Linked DNA regions of Sus scrofa: region 2 is linked to region 1. A link is a contact called in public HiChIP or PLAC-seq data. All regions are on one chromosome and are shown on one strand. Each heading gives the region's core, a stretch centred on a gene start, on an enhancer-like site or on the middle of the called end of the contact. The rest is flanking DNA. Distances are from core to core; before and after follow the strand shown.

What was found. HiChIP or PLAC-seq counts read pairs in DNA pulled down with a chosen protein or histone mark.
Region 2: an H3K27ac HiChIP or PLAC-seq map of skeletal muscle shows a contact between it and region 1. The contact joins two enhancer-like sites. A contact is called at or near these places in 4 of 5 promoter capture datasets (fetal liver, fetal skeletal muscle, liver and 1 more), 33 of 47 Hi-C or Micro-C datasets (adipose tissue, alveolar macrophages, blood and 17 more) and 2 of 2 datasets of contacts at active chromatin or transcription factors (alveolar macrophages and skeletal muscle).

Annotation. Positions count from the first base shown.
Region 1 is chr12:6,688,878-6,694,176 of Sscrofa11.1, reverse strand. No RefSeq gene overlaps it. Among named protein-coding and RNA genes, the nearest start is that of CD300A, 10 kb to the right of the region's middle. Within about 2 kb of position 2,071, at least 58 of the 83 cell types and tissues checked have an H3K27ac peak or open chromatin away from gene starts, as enhancers often do. A contact at or near this core is called in skeletal muscle, where this site is marked.
Region 2 is chr12:6,745,316-6,750,286 of Sscrofa11.1, reverse strand. No RefSeq gene overlaps it. Among named protein-coding and RNA genes, the nearest start is that of GPR142, 18 kb to the left of the region's middle. Within about 2 kb of position 3,721, at least 6 of the 83 cell types and tissues checked have an H3K27ac peak or open chromatin away from gene starts, as enhancers often do. A contact at or near this core is called in skeletal muscle, where this site is marked.

The sequences.
Region 1 (5,299 bases), core at 822-3,321:
CACAGCTCATGGCAACACAGGATGCTTAACTTACTGAATGAGGCCAGGGATCCTGCATCCTCATGGATACTAGTCAGATTCTTGACCCGCTGAGCCACAATGGGAACTCCCAACTAAACTTTTTCTTTTTTTTTTTTAAGTGACTTTTATTTTTTTCCATCATAGCTGGCTTTTCTTGATTGGGAATTTATTCTAAGGGGAAGCCTCCCAAACCAGCCAAGCCCGAGATCTGTCTCCCTGCCACGCCTTCCCCAAACACGAGTACAATTCCGGGCTTGTGGGAAGGTGGCTGGAGCCGAGGAATGATCAGCATCTCCCTGGGTTGGGAGGACCTTCACATGTGGTTTCAGGGCACCTCGCAGCTCTTGTAAAAGCAAGAAACAGGTTAAGTGACTTGCCCATGATCACAAAGCTAGTAAGGGTCCGTCAGCCCTGAATCCATTCTCACCGAGCCTAGCACTTCCAGCCCCAGGGGGCTGTGCCGGGTCAGGGGCAGGTGCCAGCAACCAGACTTAGTCTGCTGTCTGCACTCTCCCGGAAGCTGCAGCCCCTGCTCACAGAAGCCGCCATGAATTATTTAGCATCAGCACCAGCCGGGTAATGCTCTGACCTCATCCCTCTTGGGCTCAGGGCGTGGCTCTGACCTCAGTCTCCTTGAGGAAAGGCTGCTGGTGGGTGGAGGCTGGGCCAGTGGGTCCCTCTGAGATGTGGGTGACAGAGAGGGACAGCAGTACCCTCTGAGAAGGAGGTGAGGGCCAGAGGCCAGCTACCCTAGTGGCAGGAGGCAACCCTGCAAGAAGAAAACATGCCCCAGAAATCAGACAGCCACCGGTTCAGATCCTGGCTCTTGCTTACTAAGTCTGACTCTAGGCAGCTCTCAACCCTCCCTCAGTTTCCTCATCTGTGAAATGGAAGTATAACTCACACTTTCAGTTTATATTTAGTGTGGAGCCCTCAAGGTTACTCCATGAAAGTGACAGCCAAGGATGAGCATCCAGGAACCAGCTGCCCAGAGTTTCCTGCCCAGACATGCTGGTCTCCAGGCCAGATTGCACAGATTTTCCTGCCACATTTTCCTGTCCTTTGCTGTCCCTCACAGATGCCCAGTGGGTGGGACGGCACTTTGCTGGGACTGGAGGGGGAACCTAAGGAGAGGGACAGATCCTTGGCAGGGCCCTGATTGGCAGGGGGTTGCAATCAAGGTATTGAGAGGGTCACCTGGGAAGTTTCCTTGTGGCACAGAGGGCTAAGGATCCTGCATTGCCACAGCCGTGATTCCCGGCCTGGGAACCTGCATGTGTCACAGATGAGGCCAAAGGGAAAAAAGGAAGTCGGGAAGCCAAGCCGAAGAGCTAGGATTGAACTGCTTTGAGTTCCTAAGCAAATGTTTAATAAGCGGCTACTCTGGGGACTCAGCGACATCTGGTTCCTGCCTGCTGGGAGCTCACAGCCTAACTCCTCTTTCGCCAGGTCAGACCCAAGGGCTGAAACAGAAGTGGAGAGAGTGGGTTCCATCCCAGACCCATGTTGGCATCAGGCGGGTGCTGGCCTACACCACAGCCACAGCAACTCCAGATCCTTAACCCACTGAGCAAGGCCAGGGATCGAAACCGCAACCTCATGGATACTAGTCGGTCGGTTAACCACTGAGCCACGACGGGATCTCCCAGTTTACTCATTTGTAAAACGGACCTGAGCCTCCAGCTCTGCCCAAGCCCTGGGTTTGGGGTCTCCGAAACCACCAGCCTGAGCTAAGGGTGAGCCCAAGGGACCTCCACTCAAGGCCTGGAGCAGAACTGGGCGGAGGCAGGGCCTGGAGCAGAGGCGCGGGGTGCCTGGGTGCGGGCGGGTGGGGTAGGGTGGGGTAGGGCGCCCAATCCCAGACGGCTCTCTGCTCACTTCCTGCCTCTCCCGCCCTGCCCCGAGGCGGGCTGGCGGGGAAAAGCGGGTCCGGAATCCCTTTAGCTGAGTCCACAGGCAACCCACTGCCTCCTGCGCACCTGGTGTGGCGGAAGCTGGGGGTGGGGACGGGGCCTCGGGAGCTCCGACGTCACTCTCAGCGAGGACCCGCCCCCCAGCCTCCAGCCAACCCCCGGCCGCCTCCTGCGCCCCGCCCCCAACCCCGCCCCGACACCCCTGTAACCTGATCCCCGCTGCGGGGGCAGGGGGCCTGGACCGCCTGTCTCCAGTGGGTAGTCGGCTGGCGAGACCCGGCCCGCCAGCCTGGGACCCGCGGGTCCTTCCCCCTCTTCACCTCCAGGGCTCGGCCCGACGGAGACCCGGTCCTTCCATTCAAGCTCCCCTCTCGGGGCCTTTTCCCTGTCCCCTCCTAGGCTGCGAGCCCCGGACTTGGGCCGATACCTACAGCCTTCGTCCCTGTACCTGTAGGCCCAGCACAAAGCCAGGGGCCAGGGTAGCGGGTCCCAGTTCCCATTAAATTCCCGCCCAGGATGTCCCCGGGCTCATAAAATGTGGATGGGTGAGAGACAGGGAGAGGGGGAGGGGGAGGGGGCCCAGGGGGCCCCGCTTTTGCCTGCCTCTAGGGTCTGCCTCTAGGGTCTGCCTCTAGGGCGTGGTTTCTCAGACTGCTGTTTGGGCCTGGATCTTTCTGCCTAGGGTGGTCTGCCCTATCCAGATGCCAGTAGCACCACCACCCTGCTCTGGGATAGTGTCGGTTGTGGCCCGGGTTCGATCCCTGCCCCCGGAACTTCCACATACTGCAGGCACGGCCGAAAAAACCCCTAAAAACCAAAAACCAAACAAGCAAAAACCTGCTCTGGGGTATTGTAGTGGCGTCCAGCCAGCATACACAGGGCACTAGGTCTGGAGCTGGAGGGTCCCCTTCCCAAGTCCAAGGTTCTGTGACTTTGCTGGGCTTCCCCTTTCTGAGCTGGTTTACAGGTGCCTCAGGCCAGCCTGGGACTATGACCCTCAGTCTGACAACATTTATGTAGCACCTGACTCCCCTGCTCCGCTACTGCGCAAACCTGGCCTCAGCTCCTTCCCTCAGGTGGGTGCTGAATTTCCACATGCTGTGAAGATGGCAAAAAAAAAAAAAAAAAAGATATTATAGAAAAGGGGCCCTAGTGAGTTCCTGTTATGGCTCAGCAGAAATGAATCCCACTAGTATCCATGACGATGCTGGTTTGATACCTGGCCTCGCTCAGTGGGTTAAGGATCCCACATTGCTGTGAGCTGTGGTGTAGGTCACAGACACAGCTTGGATCTGGGCGTTGCTTTGGCTCTGGCTTTGGCTGATGGCTACAGCTCTGATTCGACCCCCAGCCTGGGAACTTCCATATGCTGTTGATGCAGCCCTAAAATGCAAAAGAAAAGAAAAAAGAGAAGAAAAGGAAAGGGGCCCCAAAGTGAGCCTGTGTGTCACTGCCCAGGGCTTCGTCTCCACATCCTCCAAGAAGATAAGCAGCCTCGCCCTGTCTAGTTTTTCTGGTGCGTTTTCCCCTGGGGAGGTTTTTGAGGAGACTTAGGGTGGGGGCCTGGGGAAGGCAGGGGACCTCCACAGCCCCCCCACACACTCACTAAATAATTGGAATTCTGAGAACTCTGAATGAGATAGCCATGGGGCCTATCCGTGGGCTCCTGCCCTTTGCAGGTTTTCTGTGTGTTATATATAGTCTGTATATAGTCCTTATAAAACACACCAGTCGTTATAAAACACACCGGTCCCACAGGGCAGGCAGTTCAGATCTGGGAATAGCATTTGGCTCATTTGTTCATTCATTCGTTCATCAGGTTCCTCATCAATATTTATAAAAGTCTAACCCTGCTGTCATTCTCATCGACATCACACTCTACTCTGTCAGGCACCTAATTCTCCTGCCTCCTTGAATCTGTGACCTCCGCTCCGCATGTCACTTTGGCCACATGTCAGATGTCTCTGGGGGTTACCACCCACCGTCTGAGTGGCTTCTACAGCTACCTTAGCATATCGAATAATGTCCTGCCGTATCCATGGGCTGCAAAGAGTCACCCGTTAAGTGTGCGGAGGTCCGTGTACCTGCGTTGGGGGTGAGGGCTTACCTGGGAGGGGCTGTCAGATTGGCCTGTGGAGCCCACCACAAAGCCCAACAGGGGAGTTTCTGAGTCATCAGAAGTTCCATTCTCCGTGAGGACTTGTGAGGAGGGAATCTGGCAATGAGTTAGCTGCTTCGCCATTTGCCAAGGAACCATAGACCTGAAGACGTAACAAAAATGTATCATCTCATGGTGCTGGAGGCCAGAAATCTGAAATCGAGGTGTTGGAGTTCCTGCTGTGGCTCAGCAGGGTAAGAACCTGACTAGTCTCCAAGAGGTTGTAGGTTTGATCCCTGGCTTTGCTTGGAGGATTAGGGATCTGGTGTTGCTGTGGCTGTGGTGTAGGCTGGCAGCTGCAGCTCTGATTCAACCCCTAGCCTGGTAATTTCCATATGCCGCAGGCTTGGCCCTAAAAAGACAAAAAAAAAAAATTTAAAAAAAGACCCTCTCTCCAGATTACTTCGCATTCAGAGCTACTAGGACTTCACCATATGAACTTAAGGGGGGGTGCAATTTTTTTGGGGCGGTGGGGGCTAAGCCTGAAATATGTAGAAGTTCCCAGGCCAGGGATTGAAGCTGCGCCACAGCTGTGATCCAAGCCACTTCAGTGACAACACTGGATCCTTAACCCACTTTACCACAAGGGAACTTCTTGTTTCTATCATAATGAGGAAAGGGGCCCCGGAAGGAGACTACATGCATAGGGCAGCCTTCGGAAGTGCAGATTTGCACACGTGGTTGTTCTTATATCACAAGCACCACCCCTGCCATTGCCTTGCATAATTCCTTTGATTTTTTTCTGGAGACCCTTGCACGGGAGCTGAGACTCTATGGCACCACCACGTTGAGACTATGTTTCCTCCTCCAGGAAAGCAGATGGCATTAATAAATAAACAGACAATTATCTCTCTTGTCCATAAGCCAAGAATATTAAGATCCATGTGCCCCTTCCCAGATCAGGGCTGCAGATCTGGGTCAAGGGAAGGCGGGTACTGAGCAAGGGCCCAACGTGCAGTTCCTCTGTTTAGAAAGCGTGCTTCCTTGTCCTTCAGGTGTCAGTAAAAGAACAGGGAACGGGCTGCCCCTCAGCATCCCAAGTGAGTTAAGAGAGCTGTGATTGGATTTTCCAATGAGCCCACAGTCATCTGCTGGGAACACCATAAAAGCTGTGGGCATCTCCCCATCTTGGGGTCGGCCTCCCCATGAGGGAGCAGCACCCACTAGCTCTGAGCCCAGGACCGCCTGGGTGGGCGGAGGAAGAACC
Region 2 (4,971 bases), core at 2,472-4,971, 54 kb before region 1:
GTTTCATAGATCAGTTCTTTTGTGTCATAGTTTAGATTTTGCATTATAAGTGATATCATATGGTATTTGTCTTTCTCTGTATGGCTTATCTCACTTAGCATGATCATCTCTAGGTTTATGCATGTTGCTGCAAATGACATTTCATTCTTTTTCATGGCTGAGTAGTATTCCATTGTATTTAGGTACCACATCTTCTTTATCCGTTTCTCTGTCGATAGACATTTAGGTTGGAGACTCCACCATGACATGGAAATAACATGGAAATAACACTGCTATGAACATTGAGGTTCGTGTATCTTTTTGAATTATTGTTTCATCTGGCTTTATGCCCAGGAGTGAGATTGCCGGATCACATGGGAGCTCTATTTTTAATTTTTCGAGGACCCTCCACACTGTTTTCTGTAGTGGTTCCACTCAGGCTTTCAGCATTTCCATGGCTCTACATCCTTCAGCTTCCTCTCTTTCTTCTTTTCTTCATAAAGGTGTGCTGCAGGGGGCTTGGTCCTTGAAAAGCCAAGGGAAGGAAAAGCATCATGTAGCCCAAGGCAGGCAGAGGAGAGACACAGAACCAGCTGGGAATGCCGAGGATGGAGTCTGGGAGGAAAGGGCGTGGTAACCCCTTCAGCAGCCAGAGCCGATTTGAGGAGGTGGGATTAGAAAAGACAAGAAGAAATAGGACTTGGGAAACAAACCTCTCCTTCCTTCCGTGGAGAGCTGCATGGCACCAGGTCCGATGTGGCTAAGGGTGCACAGTTTTCTTTACAGACTCAGTTATGGGTTCTTGGTGCTGATAGAGAGGAGGAGGCCTTGGTCCACCAGCCTCTGTCACCTCCCCAGGTCCCAGGCTTCCAGCAGTCCCCTCCAGACTCATCCCCTCCACTCTCTGCAGCCAGGGTCATCTTTCTAGATGCAGTCCTGGCTCTGCCTAAGGTCACTGCCCAAAGCCCTCCAGTGGGTAGTTTCCCATTGCCCCAAGGTGAAGTCCTGACTCCTTGTCATGGGCAGCCCTGGCCAGCCCACCAGGTCCTGCCTTCCAGCCTCTCAGCCCCTTCCCTCCCCACCCCCAAACCCTCACCCCAAAAACCATGCTCCAGCCAAGCTGTTGGATTCCCAGCACCTACTCGCTGCCTGACAAATGGACGTTATTATCCATGAAATGTGTGTCAGGTATGCAAATGATAACAAGTTCTCTGGCCAATCAGAGACCTTCCTTTTAGCTTTGAAATTCCAAGCTGGGCAGATAGTACTTGCTCGCACACCAGTCTTTGCTGTGCTAATCTGTCTAGCGGCTCTGCAGAGAGTATCTGGGCCCCCCGAACTGGGGGGCTGCCTGGGCCTTTACCAATGCCCCCCCTTGCTGCCTACAGGTCCCTGGCTGCCCCCCCCCTGGGGCCCCAGGGGAAAGGAAGGGCTGCAGGACCAGCAGATGGCTTCTGATGGGAGCTCTAAATTAAGTAGTTTGACTTCAAGCACAGGGGCCCCTTCGAGCCCTCCAGGCCCTGAACCTCGCCAGCAGAGGGGGGAGAGCGAGGTCGAATCTGAGGTGGGACTGAGATGCCAGCTCCTGGGCAGGAAGGAGGAGGGACCTGCACAAAGGGTCCTTCTGCACAGCGGGGCCCAGCAGGGCGACCTGCAGCTAAGAAAACAGTTTCAGTGGTTTTTGCTGAAGGCATCTACATTCCAGAATAGCTGAAGGGGAGAAGGCCCCAGCTTGGAGTGGGGGCTCCCCACCTGGCTTTGCCACAAGGAACAGGCATGGAGAGGAGCCAGAAACATGTTCCAGAAAGTTCTGGAGCACACAAGGGGCAGACCCTCAAGGAAGCTGGGAGCCAACAGACAGGCAAGAGGCAGGGACGAGGGGGTGAAGTGGCCAGGGGGTTGCAGGTGACCCAGTGAACGGGGGCCTCTCTGCCCCCCGCACCCCTGCCTCCCCAGTGGCTGGCCATTCACAGGGACAAACCAGCTGCCTCTCTGGGCTGGGCACCATCTGGGTGGCCAGGAGGTGGGCCAGGGAAAGTGCGGGGAGCTGCCAAGTCCTAAAATCACTGGGCCCAGGGCTGCCTTTCCTATCGGGGGTGTGAGGGGCGAGGAGACAGGAGGAGGGGGCACTGGAGATCCCTGTGCACGGTGATGGGTGACAGAGAGGCAAGTCGGGCCATTAGTGGGCAAGCTTCCCCATGGCAGAGCCCGGCTTTCTTTCTCTTGGGACGCGGGGGAACAGTGTTTTGTGCCGCGTTGTTGTTGTTTTTTTTTTGTCTTTTCAGGGCTGCACCCTGTGGCATGTGGAGGTTCCCAGGCTAGGGGTCCAATCAGAGCTACGGCTGCCAGCCTACACCACAGCCACAGCAACACGGGATCCTGGCCGAGTCTTTGACCTACACCGCAGCTCACGGCAATGCCGGATCCTTAACCCACTGAGCGAGGCCAGAGATCGATCCTGCGTCCTCATGGGTCAGATTCATTTCTGCTGAGCCACAACGGGAACTCCGTTCTGCGCGTTGTTGAGTTTCTCCTTAAAGGGGGTTCCGTCTCTGTGAGGCTCTCAGAGAGAGGAAAACCCAGGGGCAGAGGGAGGAAGGGCATTAGATCTCCAGGGCATAGATAGATGGTAAGAGCTGAGGCCAGGCTTGTTGGTCACCCTACCACGGCTGAGAGCAGCCAGGTGGGGCAGCTCTTTAACCAGAAGGCAAGAATCTCTCCAGCTCCAAAGGCCACTGCTCTGGATCCCAGACATTATGGAAGGCAGAATTCTAAGATTCCCCCATGCCCTCTGCCCTAGGTGTTTTGCCATAATTACAGTACATTACATGGCGAAAGGAATTTGCTGTGGAAATTTGCAGTGGAATTAAGGTTACTAATCAGTTCACCTTCAAATAGACTGGTTACCAGATAGGCCTGATTTAAATCGTAAGAGCCCTGGAGTTCTCCTTGTGGCTCAGAGAGTTAAGAACCCAACATAGTATCCATAAGGATGCAGGTTCAATTCCTGGCCTTGCTCAGTGGGTTAAGGATCCCACGTTGCCATGAGCTGTGGTGTAAGTTGCAGACATGGCTCAGATCCTGCATTGTTGTGGCTGTGGTGTAGGCTGATAGCTGCAGCTCTGATTCGACCCCTAGCCTGGGAACTTCCATATGCCTCAGGCACAGCCCTAAACACACACACACACAAGCCTGCCTTGGTGTGTTATATAAGTAAGAAATAAATTTCTAAGATATTCAGAGCAGAGTTCCCATTAAAGCTCAGCGGACCTGAATCTGACTAGTATCCATGAGGATGCAGGTTCAATCCCTGGCCTCATTCAGTGCGTTAAGGATCCAGCATTGCTGTGAGCGGTGGTGTAGGTCGCAGATGTGGCTCAGATCTGGCGTTGCTGTGGCTGTGGTGTAGACTGGCCACTGTAGCTCTGATTGGACCCCTAGCCTGGGAAACTCCATAGGCCGAGGGTGTGGCCCTAAAAAGACAAAAAAAAAAAAAAAAAAAAAAAAGATATTCCGAGCATTATCCATAGGGGGTCTATCTGTTACCGCTTTCCAGCCTGCCTTTTACGGTATATCCCTTCCGTAGGCCCTCAATCTGAATCAAACTGCAGAGGGGGCTGACTATACTCCTGGGACGAAAACCTCCAAATAGCCCCGTAGTTCACTTCCTTTGGCTGGTTCCCATCCCTGTCCTGGTTCACACTGTCTGCTTGCTCCAAAGTCTGGCTGACTCAGCTGGCCTGGGCCCCCGTCCATCTGCTGTCAGTGAGTGGCCTGGCTCACAGAAAACTGCACATTTATTCCCCCAAAACATAGGGCTCTTTTTTTTCAGTAAAGGTGGTGCAGCAATGTATTTGGAGAAGCAAGCTGCTATTCAGCACACGGGCCCCTGGTTACTTTGGGATGCAGCCAGGGAGCACAAAGCTTCAAGCCAGAGCTTCCAGGGCTTGGGGAAGAGGTGGAGCAGGGTAGGGCTGGGAGGTGGGGGGGAGGAAACCAGAAGGAGGTGACAATTCTCTCAGAAAGCAATTAAACATTCTTTGGTGGCCTCAGGGACAACCTCAGCTTCATGTCCTTTTCCCCAGGGAGACCGAGGCGAGGCAGGGTAGGGGGTGGGGAGCAGCTTTAGGTGTGGTCCTTGAAAACTCTGCTTCGTGATATGGCCTGGAGAGGACTCTGAGAAGCTCACGCACCAGCAGCAGCCTCCATTCTTGGCTGGTATAAAGAGTCCATCCTCGGAGTTCCTGTGGTGGCTCAGAGGGTTAAGAACCTGACTAGCATCTATGAGGATGCGGATTTGATCCCTGGCCTTGCTCAGTGGATTAAGGATACGACTTTCCTGGAGTTCCCATCATGGCTCTGTGGTTAACCAAGATGACTAGCATCCATGAGGATGCAGGTTTGATCCCTGGCCCCCATCAGTGAGTTAAGGATCTGGTGTTGCAGTGAACTCTGGTGTAGGTGGCAGACGTGGCTCAGATCCCAGTTGCTGTGGCTGTGGAGTAGGTCAGCAGGTAGAGCTCTGCTTTGACCCCTCGCCTGGGAACCTCCATATGCCACCAAAAAAAAGGGTATGGCTTTGCTGCAAGCTGTGGCATAGGTCGTAGATGAGGCTTGGATCCCATGTTGCTGCGGCTTGGCTGTGGTGTAGGCCGTCGGCTGCAGCGCCAATCTGACCCCTAGCCTGGAAAATTCCATATGCTGTGAGTGAGGCCCTAAAAGGCAAAAAAAAAAAAGGCCCATCCTCTGTCAGAAGCAGCAGCCTGGAGCTCCTGCCATGGTGCAACAGGAATCTGTGGCAGCTTGGGAGCCCTGAGATGCGGGCTCCATCCCCAGCCCGGCGCAGTGGGTTAAGGATCCAGTGATGCCCCAGCTGTGGCTTAGGTTGCAACTGTGGCTTGGATCTGACCCCTCACCCAGGAGCTCCATGTGGCCAAAAATGAACAAAACAAACAAACAAAGAAGCAGCAGCCCGGGGAGCCCCAGAATGGA